Linked DNA regions of Zea mays: region 1 is linked to region 2. Evidence: chromatin contacts called from public Hi-C data. All regions are on one chromosome and are shown on one strand. Each heading gives the region's core, a stretch centred on a gene start, on an enhancer-like site or on the middle of the called end of the contact. The rest is flanking DNA. Distances are from core to core; before and after follow the strand shown. Region 1 holds the start of LOC103629391 (DNA-directed RNA polymerase III subunit 2). Region 2 has its middle 74 kb from the start of LOC118472297.

Region 1 (6,434 bases), core at 1,161-3,660, 480 kb before region 2:
CAGCAGCCTTGCAGGCACTCAATTCCACAACTTGAGCCAGTATCAGACACGCTGCTTTCTCGTTTGAGCCAGCAGCCCAGCAGGTGCAAACTTTTGCTGGTGGTAGACAAAATTGGTTACAAAAATCAACAGTGGCAGTCCTCTGATTTGGGATGGTGACACTGGGAAACAAAGGGCCTGCTAGGTACAACTTAATAGTTTATAATGTGCTTATGACTAGAGAATGCTTGGTCACGCTTCTCACCACTTGCCCCATTAGTACTAAAACACATAAGGTAGGTCAAACCTGCTTTTTCTAACCACATTTTTCCTCCATTTGTGCAACTTTCCAGGGAAGAGTTTATTAGAGAAGCTGCACCCTTTGGGCCTGTTCATTTGGGATTATAATCTGTCCAGGTTATATAATCTAACTTATTTTGAACTAACACGCAGTTCAAAATATATTCAGTTGGGATTTCTGCAGCCTCCTGCAATGGAGCGTGTGCAACACCGTATCTCTTTGTATGCAGACAATGTCATTATGTCTTTAAACTATGTTTTAACGTCGTTTTAATAACATTGCAAAACAGGGCCAAAGAACTCACCACATCATCAGCGAAGGAGGAAAAGGAAAAGATAGAAGGAAAAAAGGGCTAATTAGGACAACGGGCTGCTCACTAGAGGCAACAAACAAGAGGAAAAGAATCTAGCGCAACAATGAAGCTCTGGTACCATGTTAAGTTGTTAACAATAGCACATCTCTGTTCAATATGCCTTAAGGTTAATATACAACTACAAAACAGCGCATACTGTTCAATATGCCCTTAAGGCTAGTATACTATGACAAGAGGTGCATGCATACACACATGGAAAGAAACACATAAAGGAAATGTAAATAAGTATATTTACATCTAACATCATCAACATCTACAATAAGAAATATGATGTGGACAGCCTGAATTATGCTAGGAAACAAAACAATACCAGAGCCATAATAATGCCACATAAATCTTATTGCTTATTCCATCTAGCTCAAATGATGTGTAACATAACGTCTCTTGTTTTCTTAGTTGCAAGTACAAACTACAAACTGATGCAAATGAGGAAATGGATTTACGTTAAAAAATATACGAGGAAATGAAAGGCTTACGTGCGGTCAGTAAGGCGGCAAAAATGTGGTGTGATATTTTCAATGTTATACTCTACATGTACCGAGGGCATGCCAACATGCACACCAAGGTACCTGCAATGTGACAACAAAATAGATATTTAACAATAGTTAGAATACATATTACACAAATTGACAAGCATACCTAAGGTAAATGGATGGATCGTTGCGCGCTTCAATTCGGTTGTTTGCCTCAACGATCTTCTTGATTCCTTTGTTGACAAAGTAGTTAAATGAGTCGATGTGCTCCTTCACAAGCCCTCTAACCTGTTGTTTACATCCATCAAAGAAAAAAACTAAATCAAGGCAAGAGCTTAAAATTGAAAATCCATTGGCGCATAAAAACAAGTGCATGAGTTGATAGGAGTGACCAATGAACAAAATGAGTCGTAAATTAGAAATAGATACAAGATAACCCAAGCAAGTATAGAACAAGCAAGGAGCTAATCTGCGGCTAACAGTTTATAAATCATGCACTAAGGTGTGACTGTAACAAACCACATGGTAATAATCGGGTTAACACACGAAAACTACTGGATAGGCCCGTGAATGCAGGGAGCATTAAAAGTGAGTGTGACAAAATTGTTGGATAATAAATCAACAGGCAGCAGCTTCTGCTGAATGAAAACGTCATGCTGACCTTGAGGAAGGCCGGGAGGAGCGCGAACTTGTCGACAGGCTTCCTCACCGGCGCTGCTAACGAACGGTATGTCGGTAATGGCACTGTGTCGGCCACCGTGCCGCTGCACGAAGCAAAAAAAAAGGAAGAAGAGGTGAGGGTTTGGAGATGTCGGGGCGGTTCGTGGTGGAGGAGGCGAGCTACCTTTGGCTGTCGTCTTTGGTGGGCACGGTCATGGCAGAGGGGCTTGAAAGCAGAGTGCGGAAGAGAAGCCAGGCGACGCGGAAATTTAACGGCAAGAGAGGCGCCGCTTTCACAGGTGCGCTGCCCTCCTGCTGTTGTCGTCTTTGGGGTCCGAGGCCGACGATAGCAAAGAAAAGAGGCGACGCCGGCGGGCAAGAGGAGAGTGGAATTCAGCAGATGCGCCGGAAGGGCGGAGGGGCGTGTTGCAACCCCAGAACCTGCGCCGTCACAGGCGCTCAAGGCCGGCTAGCCTGTGGCCGTGGACGAGAGGGAAGAATAGAGGAGGAGGGCCGAGAAGGCGAGAACCGAGAGAGAAGAAGGGAAGAGCACTTGCGTTGCGTGGTGCGCGAACCGGCAAAGGAACTGGCGGCGGCTGACGATCGAGGAACGAAGGCATATATAGGGTTTAAAGGGTTTAAACGGCCCAATTTAATGGGCCGGGCTGCTTGACGAGCCAAACACGGCCCTCACGCTTTCCTCCGGACTTAGGTCGCGACTTGATGGATGACCGTCCGTCGAGGTAGACGTAGGGTGGATATCGAGCAGCTCGGCTCGACCGATATCGGATACCATAAATAAGGGTACCCTAACACTTCTAAACTCGGCTGGTAATCACCATCAGCGCAAACTGTAGAGGCTGATGGGTACAGTTCAGATCAAGGCTTCGTCTACTCAAGGACGCAATCTCGCCTCGCCCGAACCCAGCCTTGGGCGGGAACAGTAGTCCCGGACGGATTCACGTCTCGCCCGAGGGCCTCCTCAAGCAACAGGCGCTCCCTCGACTCGCCCGAAGCCCAGCTCGGACAGGCTTCGTAGTGAAGCAACCATGGCCAAATCGCCTCACCAACCGACCGTATCGTAGGCGCATTCAATGCAAGGATCGTCTGGCACCTTATCCTAACACATGTGCCTCAGTCGGCAAGGTCGAAGTGACCACAGTCACTTCGCCCTCCCACTGACTGACTTGACAGGAAAACAGCGCCGCTCGCCCCTCTCCAACTGTTGTGCCACACGCCAAGGTGAAACTGACAGCAGCTGAGTCCAGCCTCAGGCGCCACAGGAAGCTCCGCCTCGCCCGACCTTGGGCCTCGGCCTCAGGAGAAGTCTCCGTCTCGCCCGACCCCAGGGCTCGGCCCCCGCCTCGGTCTCGGAAGATGGACTCCGCCTCACCCGACCCTAGGGCTCGGCCTCAACCTCGACCTCGGAAGGTGGTCTCCGCCTCGCCCGACCCCAGGGCCCGGCCTCAACCTCGACCTCGGGAGGAATCGCGTCCTCGCACGACCCCGGCCTCGGCCTCAGGAGGAGTCTCCGCCTCGCCCGACCTCGGGCTCGGACCGACCACGCCACAGGGGGTACATCATTACCCTACCCCTAGCTAGCTCAGGCTACGGGGAACAAGACCGACGTCCCATCCAGGCTCGCCCCGGTAACAAGTAATGATGGCTCCCCGCGTGCGTCCATGGCGACGGCGGCTCTCAGCCCCTTACGGAAGCAAGGAGACGTCAGCAAGGTCCCGACAACCCCGACAGCTGTGCTTCTACAGGGCACAAACGCTCCTCCGACGGCCACGGCACCATGTACACAGCCACACAGGGCACTAGCACCTCTCCGACAGCCACGTTGGCATGTACATAGGGCTCCGACTCCTCTCTACCGGACACGTTAGCATATCGCTACACCCCCATTGTACACCTGGACCCTCTCCTTGCATCTATAAAAGGAAGGGCCAGGGCCCTCATACGAGAGGGTGGTCGCGCATGACTCTCTCTCTCCCTCGCGAACGCTTGTAACACCTACTGCAAGCGCATCCACTCCGGCGCAGGACAACACGAGGCCGCAGTTTTCCCCCCTTTGTGTTCCGTCTCGCGCCAACCCATCTGGGCTGGGGCACGCAGCGACAATTTACTCGTCGGTCCAGGGACCCCCCGGGGTCGAAACGCCGACAGTTGGCACGCCAGGTAGGGGACTGCTATGTGTTGACGAACAACTTCCCGTCAAGCTCCAGATGGGTAGTCTCCAGCAACCTCTTCAGCCCGGGACGCTGCTCCGTTTCGGGAGTCTCGAGTTCATGTCCCTCGACGGCAGCTACGACATGGTACTCCTTCCCCCACAGTGCGACAGCGACAACGACGGCCGTCAGCCCGCCCGGCGGCGGCGGACTCGGCGACGTTTCCCCCCCATGGCGGAAGATCAGCATCCGGGTTTGTCCTGTCGCCTTCCTCGCCGCAGGAGCAGGAGGCGGGGAAACCGTGGCCAAGCAGGAGGCGGCACCTCGTTGGCTATCGAGCGAGTCGACGACGCAGGCGCCCCAGCGGGGGACATGTCGGGCGTAGACCTCGCGCCTGAGACGACGACGAGCGACATTTCCCCGCAACACGCCAACCCCAAGCGGACAGATGACGCCAGCACGCTCGCGAAGGGCCTGCTGGGCGTTAGCCTCATACCTGACATAACGGTGCAGTCCGTCCCCGACGCGACTTCATCACCGTCCATCGATCGAGAGGTACCATCCGTTTTCCACCCTGTGCCTTTTAGATTCAGCTTCGATCCACCAAGCGATCCCGCTTCGGTGAGCGCTTTTATAAAGGCATATCCTAACCTTCCGGGGTACCATATGTGGTCAACCTAGGACCGACTGACGGCCGTCTCGACCTACGGGCCCCCGGGCTCCGAGGAAGACGACGAGCCCGACTCTGGTTGGGATTTCTCCAGGCTCGGTAATCCTAGCGCCATGCGAGACTTCATGACCGCATGTGACTACTGCCTCTCCGATTGCTCCGATGATGGCCACAACCTTGACGACGAAGGTTGTGGCCCAAGTCGCGAATGTTTCCACGTCGATCTAGGGGGTCACGACGAAGGCAACCACCTTGGTATGCCGGAGGACGATGATCCCCCTGGGCCTGCGCCTCGCGTTGACATCCTGCGGGAGCTAGCTGTGGTCCCAGTCCCTGCGGGTCAGGACACACAGCTCGAGCAAATCCGTGAGATGCAGGCCAAGCTCGACGAGGAAGCAGGACAACTTGTGCAGCTCCAGCAAAACATCGAGCAGGGATGGGCAGGCCGAGCACTAGCCAGAGAAGCGCGTCATCAGGCCCAGGACGTCCAGCGCCGTATCACTGACGATGCCAGGGCAAGGCTACCCCCGGCTTCTAGTGGAGTCAGCCAGAACCTGGCTACAGCGGCAATACTACTCCGAGCGATGCCGAAGCCATCCACCACCGAGGGGCGGCGTATCTAAGGAGAACTCAAGAATCTTCTGGAGGATGCCGCGGTCCGACGGGCCGAGAGCTTTGCCTCCCGAAGGCAAGGGTACCCCCGGAGCATCGCGCCGCGACTTCTGATTCATGCGGGAAGCCTCGGTCCACACCGGGCGCATGCGGGACGCGACGCCTGCAGCCCCGGGTTGCCTCGGCAACGAGCACTGCCGCCACGACCGTCGAGCCCGCCTCGACGAAAAGGTGCACCGAGGCTACCACCCCAGGCGTGGGGGACGCTACGACAATGGGGAGGATCGGAGCCCCTCGCCCGAACCACCTGGTCCGCAAGCCTTCAGCCGGGCCATACGACGGGTGCCATTCCCGACCCGGTTCCGAGCCCCGACTACCATCACCAAGTACTCGGGGGAAACAAGGCCGAAACTGTGGCTTGCGGACTACTGGCTGGCCTGCCAGCTAGGTGGAACGAATGATGACAACCTCATCATCCGCAACCTCCCCCTATTCCTCTCTGACGCCGCCCGAGCCTGGCTGGAGCATCTGCCTCCTGCGCAGATCTCCAACTGGGACGATCTGGTCAAAGCCTTCGCTAGAAACTTCCAGGGCACATACGTGCGCCCTGGGAACTCCTGGGATCTCCGAAGCTGCCGCCAGCAGCCAGGGGAATCCTTGCGGGACTACATCCGGTGGTTTTCGAAGCAGCGCACCGAGCTGCCTAACATCACCGACTCGGATGTTATCGGCGCGTTCCTCGCCGGCACCACTTGCCGCGACCTGGTGAGCAAACTGGGTCGCAAGACTCCCACCAAGGCGAGCGAGTTGATGGATATCGCCACCAAGTTCGCCTCTAGTCAGGAGGCGGTCGAGGCCATCTTTTGGAAGGACAAGCAGCCTCAGAGACACCAACAGTAAGACGTCCCTGAGGCGTCCGCCCAGCGTGGCACGAAGAAGAAAGGCAAGAAGAAGTCGCAAGCGAAACGTGACGCCGCCGACGCAGATCTTGTCGCTGTCGCCGAGCACAGGAACCTTCGGAAGCCTCCCGGAGGGGCCAACCTGTTCGACAAGATGCTCAAGGAGCCGTGCCCCTATCATCAGGGTCCCGTCAAGCACACCCTTGAGGAATGCGTCATGCTTCGGCGCTACTTCCATAAGGCTGGGCCCCCGGCGGAAGGTGGCAGAGGCCACGACAACGACAAGAAGGAGGGCA
Region 2 (5,984 bases), core at 3,030-5,529:
GAGCTTAACTTGAGAAACATGTGCCACCACAAGGTTGGAATGGGACGCCCTTGGCTGACTAATTAGGAAAGCTAGTGGAAGACTACCTTACCCGAAAGAGGCAAGGGCAGTAGGGGAGTACGCGTGTAGGGAGGTTCTCGGGTTGATTTTGCTGCGATGGCGGTCAGACGAGGGATTCCTACATTGCTCTTCCTAGAAACTATAGTGGGTTTTCGGAAGCTAGTGGAACTTTGTAAAGGCCTCGTAGTGGATCTCTAGCCATTCACCTCGGAAGTGTCTAAGGGTCTAGCTAACCCTACTGACGTGGGATACACGACTTGTGGGTACAGGGTACAACCTCCGCAGAGTGTAAAACTGGTATACTAGCCGTGCTCGCGGTTATGAGCAGCTTAGCACTCTCGCATGATTAATTTATGGAACTAAATTCAATTTGTCATATGCATTGCATTGAGGGTGTTGTTATCACTTTTGTTCTACTACTTAATTGGGTTGATATTTACTTATACTTAGTAATTGCTAATAAAATTTTGACTAATTTTAAAAGCAATGCTCAGCTTTAACAATCCTCTTTGATAAGCCTTACACTTCACATGAGCTCTCACCTTTGGTAAGTTCATGCACATTATTCCTCACAACTTGTTGAGCGATGAACGTATGTGAGCTCACTCTTGCTGTCTCACACCCCCACATGTCAAGATCAGGTACAACAGGATGAGGCGTTTGGAGGATGATGCGATATGTTCGGGAGAAGGTCTAGGTCATCGTCTCCCACTCAACTTTAGGTTGGTGGATCGTTGTCTCATTACAATGTAATTATTTATTTTGTGCAGAACTCTTATTATTTAATAAAGTTGTGACATTCGTTTCTGTAGCATGATTTATCATATGTGTGAGACTTGGTCCCAGCACACCTGATGATTATGTTCGCGCCCGGGTCCCTAAAACCCGGGTGTGACAACGAAGAGAAGCTGTCGCGCCGCCGGCGCGAGGTGGCTGACCCAGGGCCCCACACGTCGGCGCAGTAAGGCGGAGCAGAAGCGCGCGTTTACGTAGGAGACTGACAGACCGGGCCCACGCGTAAGCGCAAGGTGTGGCACAGCAGCTGAACAGCAGGTCCCAGAGCGCCGACACGCCAAGTGGGCTGCGCAGCAGAGAGAAGTTGGGCCAGGGTATAGACTTTGGGCCGAGTTCGGTTAACACTTCCTCTTTTTTCTTTTCTTTTATTCTTTCTTTCTCCTTGTTTTGTTTCCAAAGCTCCTAAACTTGATTTAAATTTATTTCAAATTTTATTTTCACAATTCAAATGTCTCAATCCAAAATTCCAGCATGGAATGCGCACTTACTTTACTCATTAATTGTTGTAATCAAACTAATATTGTGGTATGCTTAAAGAGAGAAGGAAGGAGGATAATAATAATAATGACAATAATCATATAGACTTTTAAAATTTCCCATATTTATATCTACTCCAAAAATTTGGGTATTACAATCAATATCAGGAAAAGAAATAACTCTAGGTCATGCGACTCGGCAGATATCTGATCAGGCAACGTAGAAAGCAGAACTTGGAGTGCAACAACAATAGAGTCCACCCAATAGCGAACATTGGGCAACCATTCATTTCCCCCTAACGACCTTCTCCATTAGGCTCACAGAGGAGCACAATATGAATCAAACGCTAGTCTATTCACTGAATATACTGGTTTTCCCAAATCCAAATTATGAAAGAATTCTTCAGATGCAATTAAAGACACCTAATACAGCAACATTAGCACAATTGAACATTGCCAGGCATCCTAACTCTATAAATAGCTCTTTAAATTTAGTGGCTCTCTATCCTTCTGTCTTCGTTGTCTATTTTTTGATAGGCTGCTTCATTCTCTATTCAGTCGGTAGGTTTACCAAGTTAGATTAGGCTACACTTTTTCTATAAGATCTATTTTAGAGAGTATCTATATCAGTAAATTTGGATACTCTTTTTAGCTAATTGGCTTTGACAATTTTCACTTGTCAGTAAAAAAATAAAAATAACAGCAAAAGTTGGCCTGGACATCCTTGCACAAACCGTAATATCTGTGTTATTTCACCATTTGCAGCATCATATTGAAAAAGGCCGTAACGTGCTTGTACAATACAGCATTCTTTTTGAGTTACAACATACAACAGCACATGTAGACCACTGGCGTCCCGGAGGACCTTCAAAATCAGACCAAAATTTAAGGGGCCTGCCGACACCGACACCGACCTAACCAAAGCCTCAATCCACATGATCATCTACTACGACAGCCTGATTGTTCGAGAACAATGGTTCCCTTTTCTTGGGGAAACCAGGGGGCTCCATACCTGGCCCCCTGTACTTGATCTCAGGAGTACCCCTAAGACCAGGCTCAGCCGAAGCAGGTCGGTATTGGATTCCAGATGTCCCTGCATATCTAGTAGGGGACACGTACCTTCTTGGAGCACTCCTCAACGCCCCGCCCCGCAGATCCACAGCCCTAGTAGCATCAGAATAGCCTCGGTCGGTAGTTCTTGTAGTGGCATCCACATAGCTTCTATCACTGGCTCTTGATGTTCCATCAACATAGCCCCGGTCACCGCTTCTTGCTGTGCTGTCGGCAAAGGCTCGATCACTAGTTGGATGATTCAAAAGGCTCCCCGTTGGTGCTGTTACAGAGGTGTTAAATGTCTCCTCTGGTGTCCATCCCAGAGAATCCTTCTTTTTCACGTATACTTGCCAAATGCCGATCAAGAACAGGAGGAAAAGCAGCGCTGGTCCACTCCATACAACAGCATTGCTCTCTGGCTTGTACACCGGGAAGTTAGACCTATAGATAGCAATGTGGCCATCCCCAAGACCCAAGATCACCAGCTTCTCCCGGTCTGCCGCGATAACAGGCTTCCCAGCTGGCTCGGTGGGCAGCACGCCACCAGAACCCGCAAACACAGATTTGATGTCCTTGATGCTTGTGGCAAACAGCGGCCGAGGCGCACCGACTCTCCCATAATACTGAGACGATGTGTTGAAGACAAGAATTTTATCATGGCTGGCCACCAAAAGGTAACCCTTGATCGTCTGTATTGCAACGGGGTTGTCCATCTCAGATTTCTTGACGGAACGGACCCGGCATTTGAGGCTGGAAACATCACCAAGAAGCAGGACGTGCACGAGATCACCAGCTTCGGTGAAGCCGTAGGCCTTGAATCGCTCCGAGGGGTCAAAAGAGTATGCCTTGACGCTGGTGCCATTGAGCATTTCAGCAAGGCCCTCACAGGGCGTCTCGCGGACCGACATGGAGCGGAGGTCGAGGGACGCGGCTCCGGCCTCGGTGAGGAAGAGGAGGCGCTGCTTGACAAAGGCGAGAGGCGTGGACGAGGCGATAGCGGTGCCGTAGAGCGTGCCGTTCTCGGTGAAGACGCGGATGCGGCCGCCGGCGTCGCAGGAGAGCACGTAGCGCGCCCGGCCGGCGTGGTGGGCCTCGAGGTGCACGACAGGGGCGGCGTCGAGGCCGCGGACGAGGAGGCGGGAGGAGGCGGCGGCGAGGGTGAGCCAGTCGTCGCCGTGCGGGGACGACTCGATGAGGCGGTGCGCGGCGATGGAGCCGTCGGCGTGGCCGGTGAAGAGCAGGCAGTCGGTGCGGCGCGGCGAAAGGTAGGCGAGGAGCGCGGTGACGCGGCACTCGCCGCCGGAGGCGGCGGCCTCGAGCTCGAGCAGCGCGTCGCCCGCGGCGGAGAAGACGAAGACCCGGCCGCGGGAGTCCCCGACGGCGAAGTACTTGGTGAGCCCTTCGGCGTCCTCGTACGGCAGCGCGGCCGCCGCCGCAACGTAGGCGCCCTCCCCAAGACGCGCGGCCGCCGTGAAGTGGAAGCGCTCGGACCAGACGGGGCGACGCTTGGTGACCGCCACACCCTGCGGGGAGCGCCGGTCCCCGACGGCCGCCGCCGGGGCGACAGGCTGCGAGGGATCCGGGTCCGCGGATCTGGCAAGCGCGGACTCGAGCGCGTGGACGGACCTCGCAAGCGACTCCGCCACCTCCTCTAGTTTCGCGAGCTGCGCCGCGTGCCGCTCCAGCAGCGCGGCCTCGGCCGCCGGTCCCGGCGCCTCCTCCGACGCGGCAGCGAGCGGGAGGAGGAGGAGGAGGGCAGCGACGCGGTGGGGCATGGCTGTCAGCGGTGGTGAGCGGGAGGCCGTGTAGGGTTTGTTTGAGTAGCTGGAGCCTGGAGGCTGGACTGAGGGGATCTGGGTGACTGCGTGGGCTGGGGAAAGTGGCAGGGAATGCGGTGTGCGGAAGAGGCCCACCTGTCAGCGAGAGAGGCTTGCGCACAACCGGCGCCGCGTGCTGGAACAGTGGAACTAGAAGAAGGGCCGTTGACTGTCAGCTGCTGTGGACCCAGATATCAGTGAAGGCGTGGGGCAAAAAGTATTTGCCTGAACCACATTGTCATGTACAACACTACCCAACCCAATGTTTCTTGTAACAATATCCAAAAAATTTATCATATGTTACTCTAAACAGGTGCGGATCCAGGATAAAAATAAGAGTAAGGGCACATTTCTAAAAACGAGCACCAAAATATCAGAGTAAGGTATGACTGAAAAGGAGCCCAGCCCAGCTTAGCTCGGCTCGTCACTGCTCATTGATGTAACGAGCTAAAAATACCAGCTCGGCTCTCGAGCCGGCTCGTGAGCCTGCTGCACCTAGCTTCCAATAGCTCTGTAGATCAGCGCTCAGGCAGCAGCTAGCGCTCAAGCCACGCCTAGCAACTCTTAGGCAGAGGCGCAAAGCGGTGCACTACTGACCAGGGAAGGTAGCCGCCGGAGAAAGAGGGCAGGAGGCCGACAAGTAGGCGATTATAGAGGGCCTGGAGGCGGCTGAGGCTTGACCGCTTGAGTGAAGCAGATGCGAGTGACAACAGCTAGGCAGGGGTCGATGTTGCTCGCTGCACCTACCGCGTAGTCAGGGCAGCAGCCGATGGAGGTCGGCCCTCCTCCTCGTCGGGCTCTCAGGACTTGGGGTCGTCTGATCGAGGTCCCTAGGAGATGGAGTCGCCATGGTGTCGTCTCGGGGTCACGGAATTCGCAGACAGCCCTCAACACAGGCAACCTACAATCGTAGAGTCACGATCACCTGTCGATTGATGGATGCAATCAAATTAGGATTAGGATCACCTGTTGGGCCAAGACAAGCCGTCGTAGGCCTTGTATTGATGTTGGGTTGATGCGCACTGTGTTGTGCTCACTGTACAAGGGCCAGCTCGTGAGATGGCTTGGCTCAGCTCGCGAGCCGGCTCGAGCCAAGCCTCACTGTCAGGTACCTAGGAAAGGGGTACCCAAGGGGAGGCCCATAAACCTCTCTCCGATCCATTTAGCGACTAAGTCCCCATCGAGCAAGTCTGCGAGGAGGGGCGAACGACCAAGCCCCCACCAAGCAAGTCTGTGAGGCAGGGCGAGCGACCAAGTCCCTGCCGAGCAAGTCTGCGAGGCGGGGCAAACGACCAAGTCCCCACTGAGAAAAATCTAGGAGGCGAGGCGAACGACCAAGTCCCCGTTGAGCAAGTCTGCGAGACAGCATGAACAACCAAGCCCCCACCGAGCAAGTCTGCGAGGTGGAGCGAACGACCAAGCCCCTGCTAAACAAATCTATGAGGCAGGGTGAATGACCAAGTCCCCATCGAGTAAGTCTGCGAGGCGGGGCAAACGACCAAATCCCCGCCGAGCAAAGATTGTGAGGCTGGGCGAACGACCAAGTCCGTGCCGAGCAAGTTTGCGAGGCGGGACGAATGACCAAGTCCCCTCTAAGCAAGTATGTGAGGTGGGGCGAACAACCAAGCCCACGCCGAGCGAGTCTACGAGGCAGAGCGAATGACCAAACAGACCCGCAAGGAGGGAGCCCAGGACGACGTTGATGGTCCATGACGGCCGTAACATGACACATCACCACCAAACCATATCCATGCCATGCGTACAGTACCAAGGGGGTCACGGC

What was found. Hi-C and Micro-C count contacts between places; a contact is called where the count stands out from the background.
Region 1: a Hi-C map of ear shows a contact between it and region 2, with 3 times the contacts expected there. The contact joins the promoter of LOC103629391 here to the enhancer-like site in region 2. A contact is called at or near these places in 2 of 25 Hi-C or Micro-C datasets (ear and tassel).

What each region holds. Positions count from the first base shown.
Region 1 is chr6:69,175,936-69,182,369 of Zm-B73-REFERENCE-NAM-5.0, reverse strand. LOC103629391 (DNA-directed RNA polymerase III subunit 2) reads right to left here and starts at 2,410. Exons shown (of 38, transcript XM_008650527.3): 1 at 1,971-2,410; 2 at 1,788-1,890; 3 at 1,293-1,414; 4 at 1,130-1,222. The coding sequence starts at 2,002.
Region 2 is chr6:68,693,901-68,699,884 of Zm-B73-REFERENCE-NAM-5.0, reverse strand. No RefSeq gene overlaps it. Among protein-coding and RNA genes, the nearest start is that of LOC118472297, 74 kb to the right of the region's middle. Within about 2 kb of position 4,279, at least 20 of the 20 cell types and tissues checked have an H3K27ac peak or open chromatin away from gene starts, as enhancers often do. A contact at or near this core is called in ear and tassel, where this site is marked.